Linked DNA regions of Triticum aestivum: regions 1 and 3 are each linked to region 2. Evidence: chromatin contacts called from public Hi-C data. All regions are on one chromosome and are shown on one strand. The core of a region is the stretch at or near the end of the contact, and the rest is flanking DNA. Distances in the headings are between cores, read along the strand shown. Region 1 holds the start of LOC123182650 (VQ motif-containing protein 4). Region 2 holds the start of LOC100270668 (alpha,alpha-trehalose-phosphate synthase [UDP-forming] 1). Region 3 holds the start of LOC123182651 (homeobox protein HOX1A).

Region 1 (4,770 bases), core at 183-2,682, 500 kb after region 2:
TGGTGTTTCCACTTTTTTGGTCATCCGTTAAATTCACCATGATTGCAATCTACCTCGTCGTTCCGCTTTCTCCTTCATCACACCTCCGACGTCTCCCCTTTTTTGCCTGATCTATAACTTGATCATAACTACAATCTACCCAACCTCTCAGCCTTCTCCTTCGCCACACGTTTGGTGTTTCCCCTTTTTGGCTCATCTAATAACTTCACCATGATCGCCATCTACCCTGCCCCTCCGCTTTCTCCTTCATCACGCCTCGTATGTTTCCCCCTTTTTTGGTTGATCTGATAACTTGATCATAACTGCACTCTAACCCGCCCCTCGACCTTCTCCTCCACCACACATCTGGTGTCCCCCTTTTTTGGTCCATCTGATAACTTCACATGATCGCAATCTACCATGCCCCTCCGCTTTCTCCTTCGTCACACCTGGGATGTTTCCCCCTTTTTTGGTTGATCTGATAACTTGATCATAACTGCAGTCCGCCCCTCGGCCTTCTCCTTCACCACACATCTGGTGTTTCCCCTTTTTTGGTCCATCTGATAACTTCACCATGATTGCAATCTACCCTACCCCTCTGCATTCTCTTTCAACACGCCTCTGATGTTTCCCCTTTTTCGACTGATTTGATAAATTGATCATAACTGCAACCTACCATGCCCCCTCGACCTCCGCCTTCACCACACCCGTGATGTTTTTTTGTCGATCCGATAACTTGACTATAAATGTAATGTAGCCCGGACCTCCGCCTTCTCCTTCGCGATACCTCTCACGTTTCCCCTGGTTTAGCCAATATGATAACTTGACCATAACTGCAATTTACCCCGCCCCCTCCTTCTCATCCACCATGCCCCGACGTTTCCCATTTTTCCGTTGATCCGGTAACTTGACAATAGCTGCAATCTACCCCCCCCTCCCTCCGCCTTCGCCTGACCATGCGTTCGAACTTGAGTACATCCCAAAAAACATGTTTACAATTGATGGAAGCCAGATACAATTTTGGAGGTTCACACTGATTTGAAGTCGAGATCAAAGTGCAGTCCTATCCTTACAACACCACCTCTCTTTTTTCCACATCTCTCACAATTCCACCTTATGGTACTAGAGTGCTCTAAAAAACCGGGATTCAAATGTTGAGCGTAGCGTCAATGGTACCCTCACAATTTCACCTCTTATGGTAGGTATATTTTCGAAAACTAAAATAGTTTTCCATGGCACAAGCACAACAATACCATGACAAAGTAGAAAGAAAAAGGCTACCCAAGAAAATGAAAAGACTTTTTAGGAAAAGAGAATTGGTGAACTGAAAACCGGCAAGAAAATATGGGAGCGCGGAACGGACATGTCAAGCCCCACACACCAACTATGTGCATCACCTCACGGTCAAAGGGAGAATAAATAAATAACACTATATGCATCACAACTCCCTCGCTCCCTCCCCTTCTTATTCCCACTCCCTCTGCCGTCCCTGAACCCAGCCCCTTCCCCCCTTCCTCCCTCCTTCATCCATCCCCGACGAAACCAACCAACCAACAATGGAAGTTGCCGCGCCCAAGCAACTCCTCCCCATGGCGCCGCGGGACCCCAACTCCCCGTCCTCCTCCACCTCCTCCTCCTCGCCGTCCTCCGCCGCGTCGCCCTCCCACCACCGCCCCAGCCCGCTGCCGCCGTCCCCGAGGCCCGTGCCGCGCACCATCGACACCACCCCCTTCCCCACCACCTTCGTCCAGGCCGACACCGCCTCCTTCAAGCAGGTCGTCCAGATGCTCACCGGCGCCGACATGCCGCCGCCGGCGCCGTCCTTGCAGCCGCAGGCCCAGGCCCAGAGGCCCCCCGCGGCCGCCAACAGCAAGGCCGGCGCCCCGTGCCGGCCCAAGAAGCCGGCTTTCAAGCTCTACGAGCGCCGGAGCAGCATGAAGAACCTCAAGATGATCGCGCCGCTCGCCATGGCGGCCGCCGCGGGGGCGTCGCCGAGGAAGGCGCTGCCGGAGCTGCTGTCGCCCAGCGTGCTCGACTTCCCGTCGCTGGCGCTCAGCCCCGTCACGCCGCTGGTGTCCGACCCCTTCAACCGGTCCGCGTCGGCGTCCCCGGCGGAGCAGGAGGCGGCCGCGGAGCGCGCGGCCATCGCGCGGAAGGGCTTCTTCCTGCACCCGTCGCCCCGGGGCGGCGCCGGCGAGCCCCCGCCGCGCCTGCTGCCGCTGTTCCCCGTCACCTCGCCCCGGATGGCCTCCGCCTCGGCCGCCGCAGCACCGTCGTCGGAGTGAGCGAGTGAGCCGATCCGCTCCGCCGCGTAGAGCATGCGACGGCGGCGTACTATTAATCAATTGTCCGGAGTAGCTCGTCCTCGGTGCTAGTATGTTGTAATTTTTGCTCGCTTGGTTGAGCGACGGCTCGCGAAGGAACGGAACGGAAAGGATCACACTCTTTGAGCTCCTCCCCTGCCCTCTTCTGTTCTGTTCTTGGTGGATCGGTGCTAATTGTGCCTAATTTACTCTCAGAATTAACTCTGTCCGTTTCATCATGCAGTTAATTTCCGGAAAATATTTCCCATTCCTTTCTTTCTTCCCATTCATGGAAACGGCATGCACATCACTGGCCCGGGATCTCTCGTCTTTTAAGTTGCGCTACCAAAGCTTAATTTCCGCTAAGATACGAACCATCTACAGTCCTAATAATGGTTGCAGCATTCAGAATTCTTCCCAAATCTATCTAAGCATCCATCCTGACACAAGATGGAACAAAGGAATTCTTCCAGAATTCTCCTCAGTGTCTGTGATTAAATTCCCTGACAAGGCCGAAAGAGTCAGAGTATCTTCTTCAATGGCGTAGAATCAGAGGGGGGGCAGTGCCCCCCCTGTACTTGTTCCTGTAGATTCAGAGAGATTGCAGTGTCGATCGAAGGAACACAGGAACAAGCCGTCATGTCACATCGAGCCGTGACTTCTAGTCGTAGAATTATTGCAACTTTGAATTCTTCTTTTACATTTATGTGCCTTGAAGCGTTCCCTGCTGCTGCTAGTGATCTGGCATCTGGTTCGGGTCAAAGGAGACGTCGTTGTCATGCATCCAGCCAGCAGCACAAGGAAGGATGGTTCGAGTCAGACTGTCCAGTTGACCGTTCGGGACAGCGGGTGGTGGTGCGCCGGCGGCGGATGGCCGGCCGGCCGGCAGTCCAACCCATCCATCATCGGTGCACCTTTGCTTTTCCCCAAAGCAGCTCCGCTCTTGGCCTCGGTGGTGCGTGCACAACAGGTCAGTACGTATGGGCACATGCCCCCTCCCCCGACTTTACGAGGAGAAAACAACGAAAAGCAAGCAAAGTAGCAGTAGAAGTGTAGCAATGGAGAAAGCAAAGTTAGGGACAGGACAGGACAGAGAGAGCGTCCCACTACTAACTACGACCACCATGACCAAATGGCAAGGTGGTGGGCCCGCCTTGTTGACCGCTTTGGACCCGCCGGCCGGCAGCTACCTACTGTCCGGAGTAGTAGAACCGACGCGAGGAAGAAGAGAGTACACAATTCTTTGTGACGAAGATCTCATGGCAGTAATGAACCGTGAGCAGTGCCGAGTTTAATCCCGGCCGTGCACTGCCACCTGCTCCGGTTTGACTTGGGCGCGCGCTGATTAATCCCGCGATCTCCGTGCGGCTCCGTCCATCCATCATCGTCCCCGGACCGGACCGGGCGGGCCCCATGTGAGATACGACTAATCAGCGCCTTAATTTGCACCGTTCCAGCCTCGTCGCTTCGACCGCTCGCCCGTTCACGAAGCATCCACAGACACTTTTTTTTTTCTTTTTTTTGCGGGGGAAGCATCCACAGACACTGACCTCGTAATTAAACCGACGGGATTGGTAAGTCTCTGTCAACCGAGACTTAACGAAGTTTCAGTCGATGCTATGCTCGTGAGATCTTATATTGAGATCTGTGCATTTTTTTATTTTTTATTTTTATTTATATGTATTGTGTCACTCGATTGAGACTTCGTTAAGTCTGTCTCAGTCGGCTGAGATCTAGCCACACCCTTAAAGGAATTTGAAGGCCAAGCGATCGAGATTAATCGATCATGGTGTGTCAAATGTGTTGGTCTTGATATCCATCTGACTCAATCGTAGAGCTCAAGGAAGCTGCGTTACGTGCGTAGCTAGCGTAGCGTACCCTCTCTTTCTTTGATCTGCATCCATCATCTGTTGACCCTTTGGGTGCCAGTTGCTGTTGGATAATAGTACCGCAGTTGTTGCTGCTGCTGTCCCACACCCAAGTGAACCTGATCGACCCCAAGGAAATGACCGCGGCAATTGGCCGGCCGCTGCCTCATTTTCCTCCCAAAAGAGAGCGACATCGACGACCATAATTAAGCATCTCAGGTCACTCGAGAATGGTTCCGAGGACAGTGAGCGCGGTAGCTTGAGCTAGCTAGGGCGACGTGCCCGGTAATTTAACAACAACCGGACAAGTTCTACCACCCTTGTGGAGCACAATGCTGAACCGATCAACTGAAAGAAAGGTCAGCAAAGGCTGCACGCACGCACGCACAACAGCCATAGACCCACGTCAGGACCGAAGATAAGGGCGGGAGAGAGGAATCCTCTTAGGATGAGCAGAAGATAGACGGTGACATGCACAGTTTGGAACTTAACTTGGATGCTGCCTCTGGCACAAGGAGGACGTACGTACGTCGCCAACTGCCTTGACTTGGGGCAACATGCCATGGGTTGGTTGGCAGGCAGCTTGGCTTGTATCAGACCGAGGAATCACCATGTTTTGC
Region 2 (4,402 bases), core at 336-2,835:
TTTCACCCCTCAACTATTCCTTGAGTCCAACTTTGGTCCAGGAATTTGAATATGAATAACATAAACCCCAACTCTTAAAACTAGATAACTTTGTTCCCTTTCTCCCGATGTTTCTTTTTTTGTCGAATACGCATAGCATGCATATCATATATATATTGAGAGAGAGAGAAAGGGTACAAGAGCCCTCCATCGAGGGTGTTACAACACACCCGTCTACTCCATGCTAACACACAAATCTACGTCTCATTCGACACCCACATTTGAATCCGCGAGAAGAGGAGCTCTAAGCCCGGTGTTCTCAACAATCCCGCCATCCTCCAAGCTCTACCCTCAACAAGAACCCTGCCTAGCAACCGCTGCAAAGATGGCGACTCACCGTAAAAAACAATCATGTTCCAGTGCTTCCACAACTCCCAAAAGGCCAGTGTGAGCAAAGCTCGCAAATCCTTGTCATGCATGCCTTGGATGCACTTGCCCAAGATCCAAATAGGGAGGGCGCTTGTCTGTGTGGGGGTCCAGTCCGGCTTGTACAGAGCTGTGCACAGCTGTAACCAGAAGGCTCTCGAGAAGACGCATTACAACATGATATGACTCATGGTTTCATTCTCCTGGTTGCAAAGTGGGCAAGTATCCTGATGCGGCAGTCCACGTCTAGCCAAACGATCGGAGGTCCAACAACGATTCTTCATGGCGAGCCAAACAAAGAACCGACACTGCGGGGGGGGGGGGGGGACTTCCACGTGGAATCAGCCGTGGGGGCAAGCTGTCTTCCCATGAACAATGTTGCGTACGCCAATCGAGCAGTGTAAGCGCCACCCGGCTCCCAAGCCCACTTGGTGACATTCGGAATCCCAACTTGTATTTGTATGTTTCCAACGCGCTGCCATAATACCATGAACTCCATGAGGGTCGGTGCATCCATGTCCAGCCCCACGTCGTTGGCCCGCCGTCCGTTCTCCATGGCCTCATGCACACGTAGTTGTGAGCTCACACGGGGTGATACCATTCTTCCCGACGTTGAAGTACTTTGATGGATGACACAACGGTGATTCTGCACATGTGAAAGCATAGTAATAAGGAAAAAAGTTACTACAAAACATGAAAACAAGAATATGAAGACAAACTATTGTGTAGAGAACTTAAGAAATATGGAAAATATGGAATTTTAAAAACAGAAAATGATTCCTAGGAATATTCATGAACGAACAAGAATTATGGTTGAGTACATTTCTTACTTTCATTTTTTCGTCAAACTATAAGCTATGATTTTTAAATTGGTATGTATGTTTTCATTTATAGCAGTCACATATTTCTCTAGCTCATATAGAACATTTTTATAGTCTCCCTTAAAAAGGTACATTGTCATGTATTTCCTTTCTCTTCTAGTCTACTACTAGCATTCCATTCCATTACAAGAGCAAATTAAAAGCAGGGCCTGGAATACACGATGATTTACACTAAACACCTCTAGGCCCGAGGGCTGCAGCCCTGCCGGGCAGGAGGGACAGTTTCGCAAATATACGCGCAGCCGGTTCCTTTTTCTTTATATAAATACGGTTCGTGGATTCGAGGTGCTGCTAGCTGGATCCCAGGCCCAGCGATCCTATAAAAAGGTGCCAATCGCCCCCACCCCGACCTGCACATATCGGCTCGTGCTCTCAAACAAGGGTGCGAGTTCCAGGCGTGGCGGCCCTTCTTGCATGTTGCATGAGGTACCACCCCCCTCCCCCTCTCCCTCCCTAGTGTATTCTCCTCTGCTAGTCCCCTCCCATCCCTCGGACGAGTTCATCACATCTCTCACTCTTGTTGTAACCAGCCGGCCGGAGTCGGAGTCTCGTCCCATTGCAGAGCAGAGCGAGGCGGCGAAGGCGGCCTTGATATAGGGTGAGTTGTTGATCTGTACCGCGTCGTCCCTTTTCTTCTCGCTTCTCGTTCGCCCGTGCGGCGGCGCCGCCTCGCTTGGACGGATCAAGGCCGGCGGGCAGGGTGGTTCCCGCCGATCTCACCGGGGACTAGTAGATTAGATTGGTAGTTCCGATGCCGGGGGCCGTATGGGCCGTGAACGCGATCACGGTCCGGCCTTCTCCGGGTGTTGTAATCGCATTCGATTTCCGTTACGGAGAGTTTTTTTGTTGTTGTTAAGTTTATTTTTCCTGTTATTAGTAGTAGAGTACAGTTTTTTTTAGGGAAAAGTAGAACGGAACGTGATTACGGTATTTGCGCTTGAAACTTTTTGAAAAAAAAGGTGGAGGAATTGTGTGTGTGTGTGTGTGTGTGTGTGTGTGTGTGTGACGAACGGTGGGCGTAATAAAAGAGGATTTTCTGCGGCCCGGCGCGCTTGACTAGGCCCGTGCTCCTGGCTGGCGGCTACCTCACTGACGCGCGGGCCCCACCCCGCGCCGTTTTAGCAGGGTCCGTCCGTGGCGAGCGAGCCGCTGCGCACACGAGTCACACAACGCAACACGAGAGGAAAGCAGCGCAATTAAGCCCAGCCGCGCCTCCTCCTCGGGACGCGCGCGCCGTTCGCCGTTCGTCGCTCGCCGCCGGCCGCCGCCCATGAGTGATGGGCCGTCTCGTTTGTCTGCCTTGTCGCGCCGCCGTCGCTCACCGCGCGCGCCCGCCTAATGCTGCAGGACGAATCATCCGGCGGGGGAGTCGTCTGGGAAGTTCATGAGCACTGACGCCGCGGGCAGCAACATCATCAGCAGAAGAAGAAGCAGGCTGGGCGACGAAGCCATGCCGACCCCGTCCTCCAACGCCCCCGACTCCTCGCCCTTCTCCAACGACGGCGGCGCCTCGCCGAGCGCCATCGAGCGCGTGCTCCGGGGCAGCGGCCGGCGCCACCACCTGCCCACCGCCGCGTCCCCCGACGCCATGGACACGGACGTCGCGGAGCCCGCCGCGGCCTCCCTCGCCGACTGCGGCGCCCAGTCGCGCCCCGAGGGCGGCCCGCACGCCAGCATGGACGACGCCGGCGGTGGCGGTGGCGGGTCGGGGGGCCACGCCCCGCGGCCGCCGCTCTCGGGTCCCCGCAGCGGGTTCCGCCGCCTCGGCCTCCGCGGCATGAAGCAGCGCCTCCTCGTCGTGGCCAACCGCCTCCCCGTCTCCGCCAATCGCCGCGGCGAGGATCAGTGGTCCCTGGAGATCAGCGCCGGTGGCCTCGTCAGCGCGCTCCTCGGTAATCCCTTCTCCTCAATGTCATGTGCCGGAGCGATGCATGCATCAGAGTCCTGCACTAGCAGCAGCTGCATGTACTGAATTTTCTGACTTCGCAGGTGTGAAGGATGTCGACGCGAAGTGGATCGGCTGGGCCGGCGTGAACGTCCCCGACGAGGTCGGCCAGCAGGCTCTCACCAATGCACTCGCCGAGAAGGTTCGTTGCAATCCACAGAATCCAGGACATATTTGATGTCAACTGAACCAATAGAACAGTGCTTTCTGTTTCTTTACCGCTCTAGTTCGTTCTAGTGACTGAAACCATATCTGTTTCTGCTGATCAAACAAAACAGAGATGCATACCAGTGTTCCTGGACGAGGAGATCGTGCACCAGTACTACAACGGCTACTGCAACAACATACTGTGGCCGCTCTTCCACTACCTCGGGCTGCCGCAGGAGGACAGGCTGGCAACCACCCGGAACTTCGAGTCGCAGTTCGACGCGTACAAGCGGGCCAACCAGATGTTTGCTGATGTGGTCTACCAGCACTACCAGGAAGGGGATGTGATCTGGTGCCATGACTACCACCTCATGTTCCTGCCCAGGTGCCTCAAGGAGCATGACATCAACATGAAGGTCGGGTGGTTCCTGCACACGCCGTTCCCTTCCTCGGAGATTTACCGCACTCTGCCATCACGCTCGGAGCTGCTTCGCTCCGTGCTCTGCGCTGATTTAGTCGGGTGAGCATGCATCTTGCTTTTATAAGTAATGGTTTCTTTACAAGTTGTTCTATATGCTTGTTCTTAGCTCTGACTGATTTTCTTCTTCAGATTTCATACTTACGACTATGCAAGGCATTTCGTGAGCGCATGTACCAGAATACTCGGACTCGAGGGTACCCCTGAAGGTGTGGAGGACCAGGGGAAGTTAACACGGGTTGCAGCGGTACACATCAGAACTTTTATGTTAGTTAGTTTGTTTATTATCTGACATGTTTGGGATCAGTGGCGGTGCTTCACTAGGGTCTCTCCTCGTTGTGAAATGCCATTAGTTGAAGCTATTCATGATTTTACCTATTCCTACCTCTCATTATGATGATTTATACAATATCCAATTTGTTTTTTGGAAAATGGGTGATTCTTTTTACTCACGTGGCTGAAATCTTCAGTTTCCTATTGGGATAGACTCTGATCGTTTCAAAAGGGCGTTGGACATTGATGCAGCAAAAAGACATGTCAATGAAT
Region 3 (4,520 bases), core at 1,822-4,321, 410 kb after region 2:
CTTATTTTAGTAAAGAAAAACTTTTTTTATTTTCCTAGTGAAGAAAAAAACTATCATGTACTACTTTAGAACTCGAGAGCAACTAGCACTCCTTTGGGAGCCTCCCAGACTTGGGGGTTGGCTGAGAGCGCGCCATCTGGCGCCAAGTGGCGCGCTCTCAGCCGCCGCCACGTGTCGTGCTCTGGGCGCTCCATTTGCATTTTTTTTATTTTCCGCACGCATTTTCGGCTTTTCAAACGGGTTTTTCTGGGTTTTTTCGACTTTTTGGTTTTCCACCGGTCTTCCTTAGCTTTTGGATCAAAAAATCCCTTTTTTGCATGAAAAATCATGTTTTTTTTCTTCCCCGAGAGGCACGGTTTTGCTCACGCGAGACAAGGCCATGCCTCTCGAAAACGAAAAAGAACCTGTTTTTTTTTCTTCTGCGAGAAGCACAGTTGTGCTTTCGCGTGCCTGTGCCTCTCGCAAACGGAAAAAAGAACGCGTTTTTTTTGCTTCCGCGAGAAGCACGGTTTTGCTTCCGCGAGAGGCACGATTGTGCTTTCGCGAGAGGCACGACCGTGCCGTGCCTCTCGCAAACGAAAAAAATGAGTTTTCTGTCTTTTCCTTCCGTCAGAGGCACGGTTTTACTTTCGCGAGAGGCACGGCCGTGCATCTCGAAAATGAAAAAACATGTTTTCTGCTTTTCTCCTTCCGTGAGAGACACGGTTGTGCTTTCACGAGAAGCACGGCCGTGCCTCTCGGAAATGAAAAAAACGCGTTTTCCTTTTTTTTTCCTTCCGCGAGATACGCGGGGGTGCTTTCGCGAGAGCCACGGCTGTGCCTCGTTCGAAAAGGAAAAAAAACAAAACATGTTTTTCCCTTAAGGCATGATTTTGCTTCCGGTTGTGCTTTCGCGAGAAGCTCGGCCGTGCCTCTCGGAAACGAAAGAAACACGTTTTTTTCCTTGCGCGAACGGCACGGCCGTGCCTCTTTCGGAAGGGGAAAAAGTGCTCCCAATTTGCTTTTTCCGTCCGTTTTTTGTTTGATTTTTTTCGTGAAAAAAAGTTCGTCAAAACCTATCAACATAGGATCTAGTTTTGAAGATCTGGACGTCAGGAATCTAATGGTGAAAACGGTTAGAGATATAGATGCACGGTTTAAGAGAGAAAACATTTTGAATAAACGGATGTACGAAAAAAAAAAACTTTCAGGTTGCGACAAGTGACGCAGAGGAGATGGGAGTGATCTTTGAAAGGAGTAATCTTAATTAGTAATTTCGTCAGAGGCGTTTCCTATTTGGCGCCTCCAGCGCCAGTTAAAGCTCATTTTGCAAACTGGCGCCTGCAGCGCTGGCAACTGGGCCGGCCCATCTAATTGCTTCTGTTTTTCAAAACGAAAAGAAGTATGTATTGCGACTCGAACCGGCGACCTCCTCCCAGGAGCTACAATGCGCCAACAACCCCGCCACCAGACCTCAAGTGACAAATTTCAGCTTTCCATTCTTTTCATCTTTCCTCCTTTTTATTCTTCCTGGTTTGCATACTTTTTTGTTAAAATGGATGAACTTTTTAAAAATTTGTGAACTTATTTTCAAATTTGATGAACTATTTTTCAATTTCGATGAACTTTTTCTTAATTTTGATTAACATTTTTCCAAATCGGTGATATTTTTTTCATTTTTGGAGAACTTTTTTCAAAATCGATGAACCTTTTCAAAATCGACGGACTTTTTTCAAAATCAGTGAACTATTTTTTTCAAAGTTGATGAACTTTTTTCAAAATTGATGAACTTTTTCAAAATTAGTGAACTATTTTTTTCAAATTTGATGAACTTTTTCTAAATCGATAAACCTTTTCAAAATTGGCGAACCTTTTCAAAATCAGTGAACTATTTTTTTTCAATTTTGATGAACTTTTTTCAAAATTGATGAATTTTTTTTCAAAATCTGTGAACTTTTTTCAAAATCGATGAACTTTTTTCAAAATCGATGAACTTTTTTCAAATTTGTGATTTTTTAATCAATATTTCATGTATTTTTTCCTAAATTTTGTGATTTTTTTTTAATATTCGTGTTTTTTCTCAAATTCAAGATTTACTTCAGTTTCCGCACCTTTTTCAATTTTACGAACTTTCCTAAAATTCACGTTTTTATATGGTGCATTCATTTTTTATTTTATCATAAAATAATACGCATAATAGGCTGTGTATATAATAAGGGTTGTTTGTCCTAAAAAACAGCAACTAAGGAAGTACGGCCTAGTGGCTGTGTTCCAAGGTTTGGCTACAAGCGAATGACATAAATAATAGGGATCGCTGGGATTTGAACTCGCGATCACAATGTTGCAAGCGCACCGCACTAACCACTAGAACAAACTAATTTTGTTGTCTACCACTAGAAAACATTTCTAGTTAACCTTTTCGTGTAGTAAAACATTAACATTCACCCAATATAAATTATCTGAAAACAAGAAAGCGTAAATTTGAAAAAAGTTCATGGAATTTGAAAAAAAGTTCATTCAATTTAGAAAAAAAGTGCTGAACAAAATCGGTCCAAAATAGAAAGAAAAATGAAAAAAGAAAAGAGAAAAAGACATAGAAGAAAATGTTGAAGAATGTGAAACTGAGCACGTGAGAAAGCATCTGGCTGGTGGTTAGTGTAGCCTCCCCTCGAGCAGGAGGTCGGGCCGTTTGTTTTTTTTTTCCCTAAAAAAAAACCTACCGCGGGGCCGTTTTGCCTAAAAAAAACCCTACCGCGGGGCAGTTTGGGAGCAGCGCCGCACCAGAAAAAAATAGCAAGATGGGCCGAGCCCATATAGAAGCGCCAAATAGGAAACACCAGGGCTCCCTTCGTCAGAACTCTCTCTGTTGGCAGGGCCTAAATGAGCCAGTATCCACCTCCTAAAACGTTGCACAATTCTCTCGGTGGGCCCAAACAGCTCCCCCTCTCATGCGGACAAATGGGCCGAGCCGAGAGGCCATACGCCACCTACCGCGGGGCCGTTTTTTTTTTCCCTCAAAAAAAAAAACCTACCGCGGGGCCGTTTTGCCTAAAAAAAAACCCTACCGCGGGGCAGTTTGGGAGCAGCGCCGCGCACCTCGTGCCTTTTATTTTCAGTTTCCGCTCGCCCCCAATCGCTCACGTCACTCCGTCCGCGCGAGGAAGCGCCCCGTCGTGCTCCGCGACAGACCATCGCCGCCTCTCCGGGCGGCGGCGGACGCCAGCGCGGTGAGTACCCGGTCCGCCTCCCTTCCTCCCCGCCCCGCCCCGCTCCGCCACCCCCGCCCGACTCCCTCGACCCCGTCTCTTAGCTCCCGCCGCGGCCAAATCCAAACATTCAAGGTAGATTTCGCGCAGCGGTGGTTCGCGGCGCCCTAGTCTCCGCGAGGGCGGTGGGTCTGGGGGCGATTCGTGCGCTGGTGTTCGGTAGTTTTGGGTTTCAGTCGTGGCTGTGCGGGCTTAGTGATTCCGCGTAGCGGTGGTTGATGGATTGGTTCGGGAGTTCGGTTTAGAAGAGGGGGCGTGGTTTCTAGGGTTTTGATGGTTTTCTCATGCTAGATCAGGTAGTCGGGGCTCTGTATTTGGTTGATTCGGCTGATTGCCCAACTGGAAATCATAATTGCTTGCCATTGGCCCCCTTAGCCCTTGGGTAAGCAAACAAGTTCGGCTGATTTCAACTATAGATTGTGTGAGATGTGCTGTTCAAGTTCTGAGACGGTTTCATGGATAGTGCCAACTGCGGAAGTTGGTCACTGTCTGTAGCAAATTACAGAAAGCTGTAGGATTGAAAATGGTACTCCCTCCGTCCCATAATATAGCGTTTTTGACACTACACTAGTGTCAAAAAGACTCTTATATTATGGGACGGAGGGAGTAGTACATTGCTGATATTGCTGGCCAGGTGGGTGCTGGTATAAATTATTGTCATTCAGAACAAGTCACCTGTCTTGGCAGCAGTAGATCTGATTTTTAACGCACATTCATTGCAACAATGTGCTATTTAGATGTGCGTGAATCGCTCGTAGGCGCGTACCATTCTGAAGATGACTTAGTATGAAGCACATCTTGTATTGGTAATGGAATGAATGTACTGGCTTTAAAATTTTTGAAGATGCAAAGTTAGCTATCAATGCTTGATAAGTTATATGTGATCAGTTCTTACAACCACAAATGTTGATTATACTTTGTGTACTTGCTGCAGGTGCTGGTTCATTTGGTGCAACTACATACAGATCCATATTCTGTTGCAACTGCGCTCTGCAAGAAGACAATTTTCCGAAGCCGTCTTCTTTCTTTTACTAGAATATAAATAATTTCTGGCCGCCATCAGATGGACAAAAGCAATACTTCTGGCTGTGCTGAGGACACTATTGAGACTCGGAGTTATGCAAACTCTAGCCTGAACCCTGAGGCCCTTAAGCATCAAAGTTTTCCTTTTCCGTACACATCCCTGTCGGGGGAAAGGAAAAATTTCAAAAGGGCAGCTAACAGGGGAAGGAAAGGCTCCCGAGTATTGTCAAGTAGAACTTATCCTTTGAAGTC

Evidence for each region. Hi-C and Micro-C count contacts between places; a contact is called where the count stands out from the background.
Region 1: a contact with region 2 is called in a Hi-C map of leaf, with 5 times the contacts expected there. The contact joins the promoter of LOC123182650 here to the promoter of LOC100270668 in region 2. A contact is called at or near these places in 2 of 5 Hi-C or Micro-C datasets (both in leaf).
Region 3: a Hi-C map of leaf shows a contact between it and region 2, with 3 times the contacts expected there. The contact joins the promoter of LOC123182651 here to the promoter of LOC100270668 in region 2. A contact is called at or near these places in 3 of 5 Hi-C or Micro-C datasets (all in leaf).

The regions. Positions count from the first base shown.
Region 1 is chr1D:432,872,898-432,877,667 of IWGSC CS RefSeq v2.1, reverse strand. It overlaps LOC123182650 (VQ motif-containing protein 4), which reads left to right and starts at 1,432. Exons shown (of 1, transcript XM_044595293.1): 1 at 1,432-2,504. The coding sequence starts at 1,536. The coding sequence ends at 2,264.
Region 2 is chr1D:433,372,310-433,376,711 of IWGSC CS RefSeq v2.1, reverse strand. It overlaps LOC100270668 (alpha,alpha-trehalose-phosphate synthase [UDP-forming] 1), which reads left to right and starts at 1,585. Exons shown (of 19, transcript XM_044595297.1): 1 at 1,585-1,712; 2 at 1,817-1,884; 3 at 2,634-3,178; 4 at 3,276-3,373; 5 at 3,510-3,898; 6 at 3,989-4,103; 7 at 4,327-4,402. The coding sequence starts at 1,701.
Region 3 is chr1D:432,965,937-432,970,456 of IWGSC CS RefSeq v2.1, reverse strand. It overlaps LOC123182651 (homeobox protein HOX1A), which reads left to right and starts at 3,071. Exons shown (of 12, transcript XM_044595295.1): 1 at 3,071-3,206; 2 at 4,180-4,520. The coding sequence starts at 4,309.